Regions from separate parts of the Capsicum annuum genome. Here region 2 is linked to region 1. A link is a contact called in public Hi-C data. All regions are on one chromosome and are shown on one strand. The core of a region is the stretch at or near the end of the contact, and the rest is flanking DNA. Distances in the headings are between cores, read along the strand shown. Region 1 holds the start of LOC107879800. Region 2 holds the start of LOC107839536 (glutathione synthetase, chloroplastic).

Evidence for each region. Hi-C and Micro-C count contacts between places; a contact is called where the count stands out from the background.
Region 2: a contact with region 1 is called in a Hi-C map of leaf, with 3 times the contacts expected there. The contact joins the promoter of LOC107839536 here to the promoter of LOC107879800 in region 1. A contact is called at or near these places in 2 of 5 Hi-C or Micro-C datasets (both in leaf).

What each region holds. Positions count from the first base shown.
Region 1 is chr8:152,006,238-152,012,831 of UCD10Xv1.1, reverse strand. It overlaps LOC107879800, which reads left to right and starts at 3,292. Exons shown (of 1, transcript XM_016726744.2): 1 at 3,292-5,153. The coding sequence starts at 3,681. The coding sequence ends at 4,646.
Region 2 is chr8:152,454,944-152,462,535 of UCD10Xv1.1, reverse strand. It overlaps LOC107839536 (glutathione synthetase, chloroplastic), which reads left to right and starts at 3,882. Exons shown (of 12, transcript XM_016683062.2): 1 at 3,882-4,369; 2 at 4,585-4,754; 3 at 5,784-5,859; 4 at 6,147-6,277; 5 at 6,660-6,782; 6 at 6,867-6,947; 7 at 7,123-7,203; 8 at 7,294-7,363. The coding sequence starts at 4,019.

The sequences.
Region 1 (6,594 bases), core at 2,043-4,542:
TGTACAATGCCTCCTTTTATTTCATTTTACTTAACTCTTCTATTAAAATATTTATTTCAATTCATCTGATTGATTTATAAAATTAATAATTTTTTTTGGCTATCAATTTTATTTCTATCATTAAATGACTACATAAATAATTGTAGATAAATTTAAATTTTTTAAACATAATTAATAAGATTAGTTTACTAAAATAAGAGACCATTTTGGTCATAAAAAGTTTTTCCCTTTTTTTCAATTTTTTTTTTCACTTTAGTAAAAACTATGTTGTTTAGCCATGGAAATTCCAAAAACATTTTCAACTTGTTATTTGAAAAGTGAAAATAAGTAGGCGTTTGGCCATAAAAATTAAAGATTTTTGAAGTTGGAGTTGGAATTGAAGTTGGAGTTGTGTTTGACCATGTATTTTTTGAAAGATTTTTTTTTGACTTTTGAAAAGTATTTTTTAAATGTAATTTTATGTCCCTAACTTTTAAAAACTATTAAAATTGCCCAAATAACTACTTTACCTACTAACTAACATACAATCAAATGTGATTCTTAAACAATGAGAAAGATTCAAATAATTTTTGTTATGGTATTAACCTTTTTGTAACATCAGCTAACCAAATAACAATACAACTAGGGTGGACATTCGATTTGTTCGACTTGATTGTCTAATATCGATTCAGTTTTTCAATTTTTGGATTGACAAAAATGACAACCGTAACCAAATCGAAATAAATTTGATTTGATTCAGTTTCTATAAATTCGGTTCGGTTATTTCTAATTTTTATTTCGATTTTTAAGATTAAAGTAGTAAGTTTTTCTTTGTCATGACTGAACATTTAAAATTGATGATTTTGTTTAGAAAATATAATTTTTTTTCAAACCTATTTTTCATTTCCAAATATAAATAACTCACCATGGATGAAATGAAATGAAATAACCCAAAAAACATTATTTATACTGATTTCGATTTTTCGATTTAACCATTTTTTTGGAAAATAAAAAATCGAACCGTTTAATCGAATTTCTAAAATTTGAAATCGAAATTCAAAAAAACGAAATCAAAATTTTCAAATTGATCCAAACAAGACAAGATTTGGTACATCTTGTATACCATACCAGCAAGACAAGATTTTCAAATTGATCCAAACAAGTAAGCATTTGTACGAAGTTAATAGGCAAGATAGTAAACCATTGTACATATTTCTTGATGAGTAAGTATTATGTAATGGGCAAAGAAAAATAGGCAGTTAACAATTGGAGTTATATTAAAAAAAATAGGCTTTGTGTAATATTAAAAAAGATTGGGGCTATATGTAGAAATAATAAAAATTGAAATTGGAAAAAAAGTGAAAACAACAAAAAGTTGTTTTCACTTTTCACAAAACAAATTTGGAATTGTTTTTGGAATTTCTATGGCCAAACACCACAAATTTTATTAAGTGAAAAAATATTTCGAAAAAAAGTGAATAATTTTTATGACTAAACGACCTTTAAGTTTTTGTTGTTTTTACTTTTCTCCAATTTCATTTTCAACTTTTGTTATTATTACATATAACCACAATTTTTTAAATTTTTTTACAAAAATATCCTCTTTAACTTCAGCTAACCACCAATTTTGCTGTGGCTACGTGGGTTGAAAAAGAATCAAGATTTCATTTGTTTTACAGTTCCTGTTGTTTATATCAGGAAACATTTGGAGGTTTCAAGAGAATTTGTTAATGAGTGACAATTTCGTTTCTATTCTTCGAAAACCTGTGATTTTCTTTCTATTTCTAGTTTTAACAACAAGGTTACGTTTTAAGAACTTGAATTAACAGTTTGGTTCATGCAGCCAAATGGAATTTTGATGCAACAAAGGGTATAATAATTTGTCGGATTGTGCTTCAAACTCAAAGCTATTATAGCTTTAAAGGCATTAAACTAGTTTGAAAGAATTACATTTGGTTGTATGTTAGTAGATAAGTTAGTTAGTTGGGTGATTTTGATAGTTTTTTAAAAATTGGGGATATAAAATTATATTTAATTTTTTTTTTTCAAAAGTCTATATTTTTCTTTTCAAAAAGACATGGCCAAACACAACTCCAACTCTAATTTCAATTCCATTTTCAAAAAAATTCAATTTTCATGGTCAAACGCTTACTAAATCTATAAGTATGAATTGAAGAGGATAGAGACTATGCAGACCTAACTCTTGCCACGTAAATATAAAGGGATTGTTTTTAATGAACCCTCAATTTAAAATATAGCATATTCAAACAGTTTCAACAACAACAACAACAAACCCAGTGTATTCCCACCTAGTGGGGTCTGGGGGGGTAAGATGTACGCAGTCCATACCTCTACCTCTAATGAGGTAGAAAGGCTGTTTCCGATAGACCCCCGACTCAAGGCACGAGATACCACACAAACACATAGTGCACCACAGAAGCAGATTACATAACATAAATACGGCACCCATAAGTAATATAAAGCAGAGGAAAGCAGGGGAAAGCACACAGATTTGTATATTTTATGTAGTCACTAAATGATGGGGTAATATTGAAAGAACATGATAAACTTTTCTTAACTTCATAAATTGGACAACTAAATTAAAGCTATTATTTTTAATAAGAGGGACAACTAAAAATGAAACGGAGGAAATAAATTTTTGTTATATATAATATTATTACTATAAAAATTCTTAGTATATATTAGGTCGTCATCATCTTTTAGATAATATTTTATAAAGAAACTCGCAAATTTCCATGCTGAATATAAGGTAGTAGTTGTTTTACACCAAGAATTGGTAGAGACATTAAATTAAAGAAAAATAGTGGCTAATAAATTGAACAAGTTGTTGTCGAGTGAGTCTCGTTGCCATTTCCATTGCCCTGCCCTAAAAATATGTAATACATCACATGACATCCTTCTCTTATCTATAGTGTGAGGACCTTAAAATACTGCCCCTCCAATTTATGATTATGTGGATACCAAGCTGCATCGACCAAGCCCAATCCGTTATTCTTAAAAAATGTATTTTATAATTTTCAAAAAAAAAAATAAAAAAATTAATATAAATATTTGCAAGATAATATTTATATGGCGTTAGCATATACTCGCTACTCAAATCTCCTATGCCTATCAATAAATTGCAATAATTTTGATACAATACATATTAAATTCAACTTCAAGTAAAAACTTAATTATATAACCTTAATCTGAAATCATTATTAGTTTTTGCAAATATCTTAAATATAACCTCACAAAAAATAATTTTGTTAGATATAAACCTGTTCAATCTAGTTCATTGAAGCTTCACTTAATCAACATGCATGCTTACTCAAATCGAATAAAAAAACTTCTTCACTCCGACCAAAAGACGAGTTGAACTTAGTCGGCCCAACATAACTTTGACTGCTCTAGACATGAAAGGCACAAAGTATAGGTCATGAGGATAAAGATGTTGAGTTAGGGAGGGATAGAATTTCTTTTTTAAATGAAATAAATAAGAAAAACGTCACACCATCTTATTTATTCCGAGATTTATGTATGATACTTTTTTCGAGATTTATATAACTGAAAAAGAAGAAGATTTTTGTGCACAACACTTTTTGTACCACACATAAATGTTTAATAGTACATGTTCTTTAATATTGAAGTGTCTAATAAAAAATTGGGTCTGAATTCTCGGAACAAGTTTAAGGCTATTGATGAGTAGATTCATTACAAAAATTATTTTTAAAAGAAAAAAAAAATCTCAAAGCCCTTATATATATCCAATCTTGCAAGCTAAGCTCAAAAGACATACTACCATTATGATGACGAGCTTTTGTAATAAAAAAGTCCACCCTTTCTTGTGTGTATCAAATTCCAAAGACAATGGAACCCTGATGGACCTTTCCACCCCCCGTATAAATATTCTCACAACCCCATCAATCGGCGGCGACATCTCTGCAGTTGACACTCAAAAGCCTACCAGTTACGTCGACTCCGGCCACATGACACCGCCAGCTGCTGTGGCGAAGAAAGATCCCGGCGGAATTGGGTTCTTAGATGAAGTCGGCGGGAGTGTTGATGGACTAATGTCATGTACAGAGAGTCTTGGTTTTGAGAGTTCTGATGAGAGGACAGTAGATGATCAAATTGATCATATCGAAGAACTAGGTTTGTTTGCTAGGAAATCAAATAATTGTACTAGTAATATGTCTGGGACTAATTCAAGGTGCTGGCAAAGAAGTAGTAATTTTGGGGAGAAGAAAGAGAAGAAGGAGTTTCCGCCGCCATTATCGTCGTTGAGCCAAGATGGAAAGCCCAATTTCTTCATGCGTGCGGTGAGGAAAGATGGACGGTTAGAATTGACCGAGGTGAAAATTGATCGGCCTGAAACTCTCCGTGCTTCCCGCCAAGATGGACGGTTGAGATTGCATTTTATTCGCAACCTCGAAGAAGAAGACGAAAATTACTATTTTCCCGCGGAAACAGAGGAACGTCTAGACGATGAAGAGGAAGTAATTGAAACAGATGAAGAAAATGATGATGAAGAGGAAGAAGAAGATGTTGCGGAGTGGAAGTTTCCGGTGACACGTGGAGGAAGTAGAGATTGTCATCGGAGATGCTACGGCAGACACCATGATAATCTACATGTATGGAGGCAACGCTGTGTAACAACTAGGTGAATTATAATAATTAAATGAGAAATTGGACATTAGTTTTATTTAAATTAAATGCAGTAGGGACCAAGACGACATGGCCATCCATGTGAATCCGTTTACAGTACTCTGCCATTTCAGGGGAATCTAAGAAATTGTAAAAATGAGGACCCAATGAAGTTTGGAAATAAGAAGCTGCAGGCAGTGAAATTAAGGGCCTCGAATTGCTAGGAGTTGGGGAAATAAATAAAAAAAAGCATTGGGATTCTGTATTGCTGCAACAGAGCAGTAAATTGTGTGATGTGTCGACTGAGGAGTATCAGGGGAGGGAGGGGACAGAGAAGAGAATAATCAGTTACCTAAATTTTCTGAAAACAAATTACAGTACCTACGTGACAGACAAAACCAAGAATTATTTTTGGTTAAGAATACTAAATTTGGAACTTTCAGTTGAAGCACAAGTTGTACTTGTACCATAAACAGTAATGAACGTACTAATACGTATTTGTTTTATTTGTTAAAAGTTACTAATTACTAGTGCTGTACTAGAAAAACTTTTAAGTTAAAACTGGTACTCTTATAATATACTACTATGACGTAATTTCCAGTTGTGGGGAGAGATTTTTGTGGCAGATTTCATACGGAAGCATTATGAGATGGGTCTGGCGGCGATGAATTTTCTTCTTTTTTTTAGTATTTGCTTGATTTGCACACCCTTATCAGATAGTATATTTTATTTTTTAGGAAAAAAATCTTCAAAATAACGGCAATATCAATCCTCCTGAGAAGAACTCTTAGAATTACGCAAGGGGTTTTTAGTCTAAATTTAAGCATAAAGGGCCAACTTGTTGATGAACAAAGGCGGCTTAATATGATTGAAGACTTAAAAGGGTCAAATTTGTTTTTAAACTTACATCTATATTTGGTTTAAATCTATCTCCTGTTTTGAAAATAAAGATGAATTTTCACGTAGTTCAGAGGCAAATTCCATCCTTATTGATAATGACAAAGATATATTCACAACAATTCAAGATAAATTTAATATAATCCTTTATCCTAAATTTAAAGAAAGAATGATATACTATAATTGATCCAGATACTAGCTAGGTACATATTTTATTCCATTATTATCTACAAAACAAATAATTTGAATTGCGTTTTCAATAATATATTGATATTATAAAAATTGGACTCTCATCGCATGATCGCTAATATGACATTATAATCACTTTACCTTAATTATTGTGACAGAGATACTCACTTTGTAATTGATTTATTATCTTTGATATCATTATCGATTGACACTTCATAATACAGTAACCTTTTTCTGGTACCAACCATTGGGCTTTTATTAATTATTAGGGCATGAATATTGTGTGATAGAATCCACAAGAGCAAGATATGTTCAAATTTGCTTTGTGTAAGAAAAGGACATGACAAAAATGATATTGAAGTGGGAAATATATAAATAATCATATTAGTTCAAATACTAGACAGATGTATAGTTGCAGAAGAAGTAATTGGGTGGAAAGATTTGAAATAGTACGTAAAAAATGGGGAAATGCATGCTACCCAAACTTTGGCTCATTAATAATTATATTATCAGCAATCAGAGATGAAGCCAAACGTGACACTAATTGTGGACAATAATTATTGAGCTGGTGTGACAACTGTGTGGGTCTAAAAAAATAGACCTCCAAAAGTAATTGAAAAGGACATAAACAAGAAAATGACACTATAATACTTGACACTTCCAATCATCATAATAAGAAGAATAAACATCAAAGCAAATTCATAGAAATTTCCTTTGTGATGGACCCCTTGGCCCTTGTAGATATTTAGTGAATTATGGCATCATGATTCTTGGTCCAAGAATATACTCCAAGGCTATTTTATCATATTCCATTCAATACAAACTAGAGGCCTCCACACCAGTAATAACAAAAGGGTCATTCCACAAATAACAAATAGTTTT
Region 2 (7,592 bases), core at 2,633-5,132, 450 kb before region 1:
CCCTTGCGCTCTCTTCTTCGCTTCAAATGTGTCTCAAAAACTTGGGAGGCATTAATATCAGATCCTTATTTTCATAAGATGATAATGAAGCATCAGCGTCCTGATTCAAATTCCCAAAAGCTTCTTATTCGCAAAATGTTTAGTAAGACTGCTCCCTCAAGGTCTAAATTCTATTCTTCTTCAATCCCCCTTTAACCCACTATGTGAATCGTTACACCCTCTTTTCTTCTTTCGACGGCTTGGTTCTTCTTGCTGCTGATACACCAGCTTTTGTTGTGGAACCCCTTAACAAGAGAAACCGCACTACTTCCCCTACAGAATTTGACTTTATGTCCACTTCTTTCGGATTGGGATATGACGATGCCGTTGATGGCTATAAGATCCTTAAATTGGACATGTGTCGACAATATCCCATGGAAATCCTCACGCTTAAAACAGATTTTTGGAGGAAAATTGTAACCATCCAACTGCCGTTTGCCCTAGGACGACAGGATATGAAATAATGGAGATTCGTCCTCGCCCAAGTCGACATATTCCTATGGAGCCTTTGGTATATGTATGTACATGGAGCTTTTCATTGGATTGGCGATTTGATGGTACCAGGAAACCTTTACACGGTTTCATTTAGTATTTCAAATGAGGTGTACGGAGATGTACCTTTGCTAGACGATATGGGCAAAATCAAATCCTACGACCCGATTTTGGCCTTTCATTATTGGATGGAATGCTTTGCTATTATACTACTAATGGTTCGTTGGGTTCTTTTAAGCTGTGGGCGATGAAAAACTATGGTGTCGAGGAATCTTGGATAGTATTGTGTACCTTATAATTCAATGGTCTTGCTATAGCCCAACCGCGATATAGGTTTCCGGATCGTGAGCTGCTACTATATGCACCCGGGGAATTGCCACATCAATGTGGGGTACTTAGCTCTTATACATTCCAGACATCCGAAGAAAAATTTGGATTTTGGCCTGAACGTGGAGGAAGCTTTGATCGAGAAGGAATCGTTTATAGAGAAAGCTTGATTTCTCCAAAAACTAGTTATTTAATGTTTGCTTGAGTTTGAGTTTGTATTAGAAACAACTTTTCTAAAGTTTATAAATTAACCACTTCGGATCTTAATTACCTCACTTGTAGGATATCTACGGGTGGGTATGTTGTTATATACAAAGCACTTTTTTCCTTTTTGTAATGTTTGTTTTCAGACATAATGTATGGACCTCTTGTTCTAACAATTATATTTATTGCTTGCAAATTTGAATTATGGCCTCAACGTGTGAATCCTTTGAGAAAAGGATGGTTTATACTTTATAGAGAGTGAAAGGAATGGTTTATAGAGTTTAATTTGATTTTGCCATATTTACTTATTTAATATTTGCTTGTGTATGCTAGGAACTTTTTCCCCGGTTATAAAGTGCGGACCTCGATCTTGATCTAATAAAAGGAAGATATATAACCCAGCTATTTTAGACAGTTAAGTGTCGTTTGGTTGATAATGTAGTTATGCTGGGATAAGTTATGATGGGATAAGTTATAATAGGATTAGTTATGCTAGGATTATTTTTTACTGAGTGTTTGGTTTGTTGTTTTCAAATTAATATGCATGATATAATTTCTAAGAATAAAGTATTTGATTACCAAAAATACCCCTATCTTATTTAACTTCTTTTTTATTTATATATATTTGTTTTCAAGCTTTAAATATTTATTCTTAAAAATAAAACTTCCATCTTATTTAGCTTAATTTTTTTGTGTGTGCATTTTCATATTTATATCGTGTGTATTTTAAAAATAAAACTTTCATCTTATTTGGCTTTAATTTTTTTGCATGTGTCTTCCCATGATTATACCGTGTGCGTTTAAAAAAAAAACTTACTACATCTTATTTAGTTTGAATTAAAAACTTTCAACCTAAGTTTGTTAAAGTAAAAGAAGATTTGTTGTTTATGTCACTTCATTTAAACACATATTACTCATATAATATAGAATATTAAAATTCATTTTAATTGATATATACAATATCAATTTTCAAGTTATTGAAAAACTATTTATTTAAAATATGTAATTGAACAATAGAGTCGATTGTGAAATGATAATGTGTATTAAAACTAGGCAACGCCTTTATAGTTGTTAAAATATTTTATAGATTACTAGTGAATGGTAATTATTATTATAAAATCTACTTACTTTAGTTAATCTTTTCATTGTATAGTAAGAACTTTTTGTGTTATCAATTCACAAAAATAACACTTAGGAACGAAAAAGTTGATGTTGAATTCCATTTTTCTATGTTTAAAAAATTATAGTACCTACATTTTGTTGGATATATAAAAAATTATAGCACCTAGTTTTGATACTTATTATGTATGAATCTAACATATTTTTTTTTAATTTGTTAATTTTGCATTTTGATCCTTTATATAAGAAAATAGCGTATAAGTTTATAAAATTCACAAGCAATGGAATGAAAAAAATGCAAAGTTTAATTAATAAGAGGCTCATTTTTCTTAGTCATATATTTCCTTCGTTCCAAAATAAGATATTTTAGTCTTTTTAATTTGTCATAAATAACACGTTTTAGATAATCAAGTAGATATCAAATTTTTTTTTTAATTTCAAAAGTAATAATTAAAGATGATGAAAAAGATTGAAGAAATGTGTTTGTAATGAATTTGGGATATTTTTGTCATTTTATAATTTATCCCGGGATAAATTAAGATGGAATAACTTATACCACCAAATATGTGGTATAACTTATCCCGGGACTATTATTAATCCGGAATAAATTATCCCAAGTATTGCCAAACCAAATGGTGTATTAAAAATTTATCCCGGGACTATTATTTTATCCCGGAATAACTTGTCTTAGTACCTCACACCAAACGGCACCTTAAAGATTATGTTGGTCGGAAGTATCTAAAATGCAGACAGCTTGTATCATCTGAGATGGTTTTTAATCGTAATTTTTCTAAAGATGCTTCCTTAGCTTATGACACACATCAAGTTACAGCTATGGCTGAAATTGATGCACTGCAAGATGGTATTGTTGTGTATGTAACTTCACTGACAAATACATTTTAGTGTTAAGTCTGTAAAATTGGCAGTTTCTGTGTAGGAAGCTTAAAAGCTTTAGGATTGCAGAGATGGTCCAGATGTGGCAGTCATTTTATTTTATTTTATTGCTGGCTACGCACCTAGTGACTATCACGCAGAATCTGTAAGATAACTTATAATGAAAATTCGTTGGTGAAAAAAATCAGGAGGAGTTACGTAATAATTTTGGATTGCCATGAAACATAGCTCATATCTTTTTGTTGATAACATTAAAAAACACTCATATTCTTCAAATTCAAAATAGACATCATAATTTAATTGTATTTGCAACATTTAGAATTATTCCTTCTCAAGTTAGAGAAACCAAAGATATTTCTCAATTATCCAATTCACATAGAACAATCTTGATTTGAGTTGAAATTGCTAGTAACTTCACAAAAAGAATTTTTTTTTTTAAAAAAATAGTCATGATCATTTTTTTAGTTCTTGAGGGACATGTTGCCGTTGTTCAATCAAAGAGTGGGTTGATTGGAGACAATACATAATTTTTTTCTTTTAACCAAGGATAACCCGAAGCGGCTACAATCACTACCACAGTCTCGACTCTTTGGATGAGCACGTCGTGCGCATTGGATAAACCCCCACAAACTGCGTAATAGCCTGCAAACCACACAAAAAATGTAAACTACATTAGATAAGTCCTGTGCAACAGACTCGATTCAAAAAAATATTGAGGGGAACTCGAAGCCGAGTCAAACCAACCGAATTAGTATAGTGATGGATTGATAGTTTATAGTACTAGCATCTTCTTTTCCAATTGGTCCCATAATATTTTTCTTTTATTAAAAAAAAAATTCAGTATTGTATTCTCTTCTCTTTAGCACTTAGCAGCCATCCAATTGTAAAGGGCCACTTTGGACGATTACACAGAGAGAGGGAGAGGGGTCCAAAGAATGTCAAAATGGGGGGCGGCCATTCTTCTCTATCAATCTCACAAGGCAGCACCACTTGCTTAGCACTCTCTTGTGCATCCTCTCCTTTTCAACCCCAAGAATCACAATCAAACTCTTTAAATTTCTGTTCAGCAGCTAGATTCTTGGAACCCCATCTCCCTAAATCTTCTAAGATTTTCATACCCAAATCCCTATTGAGGTGTTCTAAAGTGCACAAAATGCAGACCCAAGTGGGAGATTCTGTGAAATCCATTGTTGATCCTCATGATATCGACCCAAAATTGGTGCAGAATCTTGCTTATGATGCCCTTGTCTGGTGCTCTCTTCGTGGCCTTCTTGTTGGTGACAGAAATTCTGAGGTCAGTATTTATGTAAGTAGAGCCTTGTGATCGGGCTTTACTGCATAGGGCTTGCGTTTTTATACTTTAAAGAAAGAAAAAGCTCCGATTTTGTTGATTTCTCTTACTGTTTGATTAAAGTTTGGTGCTTTATTTTGCATTTATCATGTGTTTATCAAGAAGTTTGTTTGGTGTTATTGCTTTCTTGTGATGTATGTGTCTTTTGAAATTTGAAGAAGTCAGGAACTGTTCCTGGTGTTGGTATGGTTCATGCACCAGTTGCTTTGTTACCAATGTCATTTCCTGAAAGTCATTGGAAGCAAGCTTGTGAAGTTGCTCCTATTTTCAATGAACTAGTGGATCGTGTGAGTCAGGATGGAGAATTTCTGCAGGAATCACTGTCTAGGTTGGTGATTTTTCTCCTTATTTGCACATAATTGCTTCCGTGTTTACTGATCACTTGAAACATGTACTGGAACAGAATGCACAAGAACAACTCTCTAGTAAGTTGGAAGAGATAATGGTAGTTCTTTTAGAGTTCTGTGGAACTTGATACAGTTTTCTGTGTGATCTCTTGTGTAATAATGGAGACAATTTCATTCTGATGCCTTTAGTCCAGTCAATGTAAAATTGATCTCATTTGACTCAACTTACGTCGTTCTTCCTGCCATACTAAAACAGCATCCATGTCCTGTTACTTGAGTGTTTCTTCCTCCTCTATGCCGTGCTTAATTTATAGTCAAGTTTCTTCCTTCAACTATTATGATGTTACACAAATTCCTTTTGTTCCTAAAACTTTTGTTGTATTTTGTTCTTGGTGGCATTGTCGTTGTTATTATTTTATTACTGAATATAGTGGATCTGCTTATAGGCATAGTATGCACACTGTTAGTGCTTTACTACCAGTCTAATTTTACAGAGAGAATTATACATACTGAGCTACCTACATAAAAGAATACTCCTATGCCATTTACATCAATGAAAACTGAAGATCCTTTGACATCACAAATTTCATTAATTTTAGTGATAGAATGTTGATTTTGGAAGTCAATAGGACCTGCGGCTATGTTCCTATGAAAGTTAGTAATCATTGGATGATCAAATTTACTCCATAACTTACCAATGATCAATATAAGTTCATGTAGAAGTTCTTTCAAGAATTGATCAAATACCATGAAAGACCGCCTCCATTTAATGATCCTTTTATGGATGCAGTTTCAAGTAGGAAAGCCATTCTTAGGTTTGTTGTATTATTTGAAATCCATCCTGACTAAGCTTCTAATTTGCTTTGTGTTCAATTTCTCTGGTATTACATATATTATTCTCCGTGAATGTACATACCTCTGGATAGGGACAAGGAATTGTATGAACGCGTCAGGCATGACCTTTTTGTAATGTCACATTTGGCATGATCTTTATCTGCTTTATACTGCAGGACAAAAAAAGTTGATCCTTTCACCTCCAGACTGCTAGAAATCCACTCCAAGATGTTAGAAATCAACAAGATAGAGGTACGTCTTGATAATACATAAAATTTTAATTTCGTGATGTGTGTGCACTACATCTGTCTGCACTTCAGTTGTTTTGGGTTGATGCATGATTTTGATATATTACATGATATCAATCACCGTGATTTTGATTTGCCCCTTTATCATTGTACTAGGTTTTACTCAATTTGCTTTTTAGTACAAAAAAATTTCTTCTTGTTGCTTCAGATGTTGTCATATTTGATCATCTGGAATGGAAATTTGTCCTGTATTTCTTCATCTCTATTTGATTTGATATGATATTGATGTAGGAAATACGCTTGGGTTTGCATCGCTCAGACTATATGCTGGATGAGCAGACTAAATTACTTTTGCAAATAGAGCTTAACACAATTTCGTCATCATTTCCAGGGTTAGGTTGTCTAGTCAGCGAGCTTCACAGGTAAAACTAGTCTCTGTTAACTTATGTAGTAAAACTTTCATTTTTGACCTAATGAATTGCATTTTAATGTTCTTATAGAAAATGAAAAAAACTGGAGCAAGTAACAAGAAACTTCATGGGTTCTAAAAAGGCAGCTATTAAAATCTGCTGCACTATGGTTGGGTCAATGTTGTGTTATAAGAATTCTCTTACATTGGTTGTCACTATCCAGAACTACTGTTGTCATTTTACCAAGGATTTTTTTTTTTTGTTTTTTTGTTTTTTTGTTTTTTTTTTTAATGATGAAATCTTCAGTGTATGCATGTATAAATGTTGAAAACTTTAGATAGTAAAACATCTAGATCTTTCACCTCTAAAGCCGGATATTAACTGTCATTTGCAGGAGCTTGATTCAACTATACAAAGAACATATTGACCTAGATCCTAACAGAATTCCCACAAACAATGCCGTAAATCAATTTGCTGAAGCATTGGCTAAAGCTTGGAATGAATATGGTGATCCAAGGTCATTTTGATTTGGGAGACGTTTTATTTAATCCTAGAATGAGTAAGGTCTTTGAAGCTGTACTAACTTAAATACATATTGCAGGGCTGTAGTTATGTTTGTGGTTCAATCTGAAGAACGCAACATGTATGACCAGCATTGGCTTTCTGCTTCATTGAGAGAAAGATATCCTACTTTAAATTAGATGTTTACATATCATGCATCTAATAAAAGGATGATAACCATATTTAAGACACTTAAGATTATGTTGGTCTGAAGTATCGAAAATGCAGAATGTTGTAAATCTGAGATGGTTTTTGATTGTAATTTCTCCTAAAGATGCTTCCTTAGCTTATAACACACATCAAGTTACAACTATCAGAAAGACACTAGCTGAAATTGATGCACTTGGCGAGCTTCGACAAGATGGTACTCTTGTTGTGTATGTAACTTCTCTGACAAATTACATTTTAGTGTTAAAGCTGTTCATTGTCAGTTTCTGTATGGGAAGCTTAAGAGTTTAGGATTGCAGAGATGGTCAAGCTGTTGCAGTCGTTTATTTTAGAGCTGGTTACGCACCAAGTGACTATCATTCAGAATCTGTAAGATAACTTTTATGCTGCTTGACATTATGGTTTATGCAACTATTGGCTTACTGTTAAATGCATACCCGTATGTTGTGCAGTAACTTCACTATTTGCTATCACTAAAGGCAGATGTCTTCTTTACAGATGAATTTGTGAACATGGCCTGATTTGTCTGATCAATGCATATGTTGGTGTCTTTATGGAGCACAATCTTATGCCATTTAACAATTTTTATCCAGTTCCT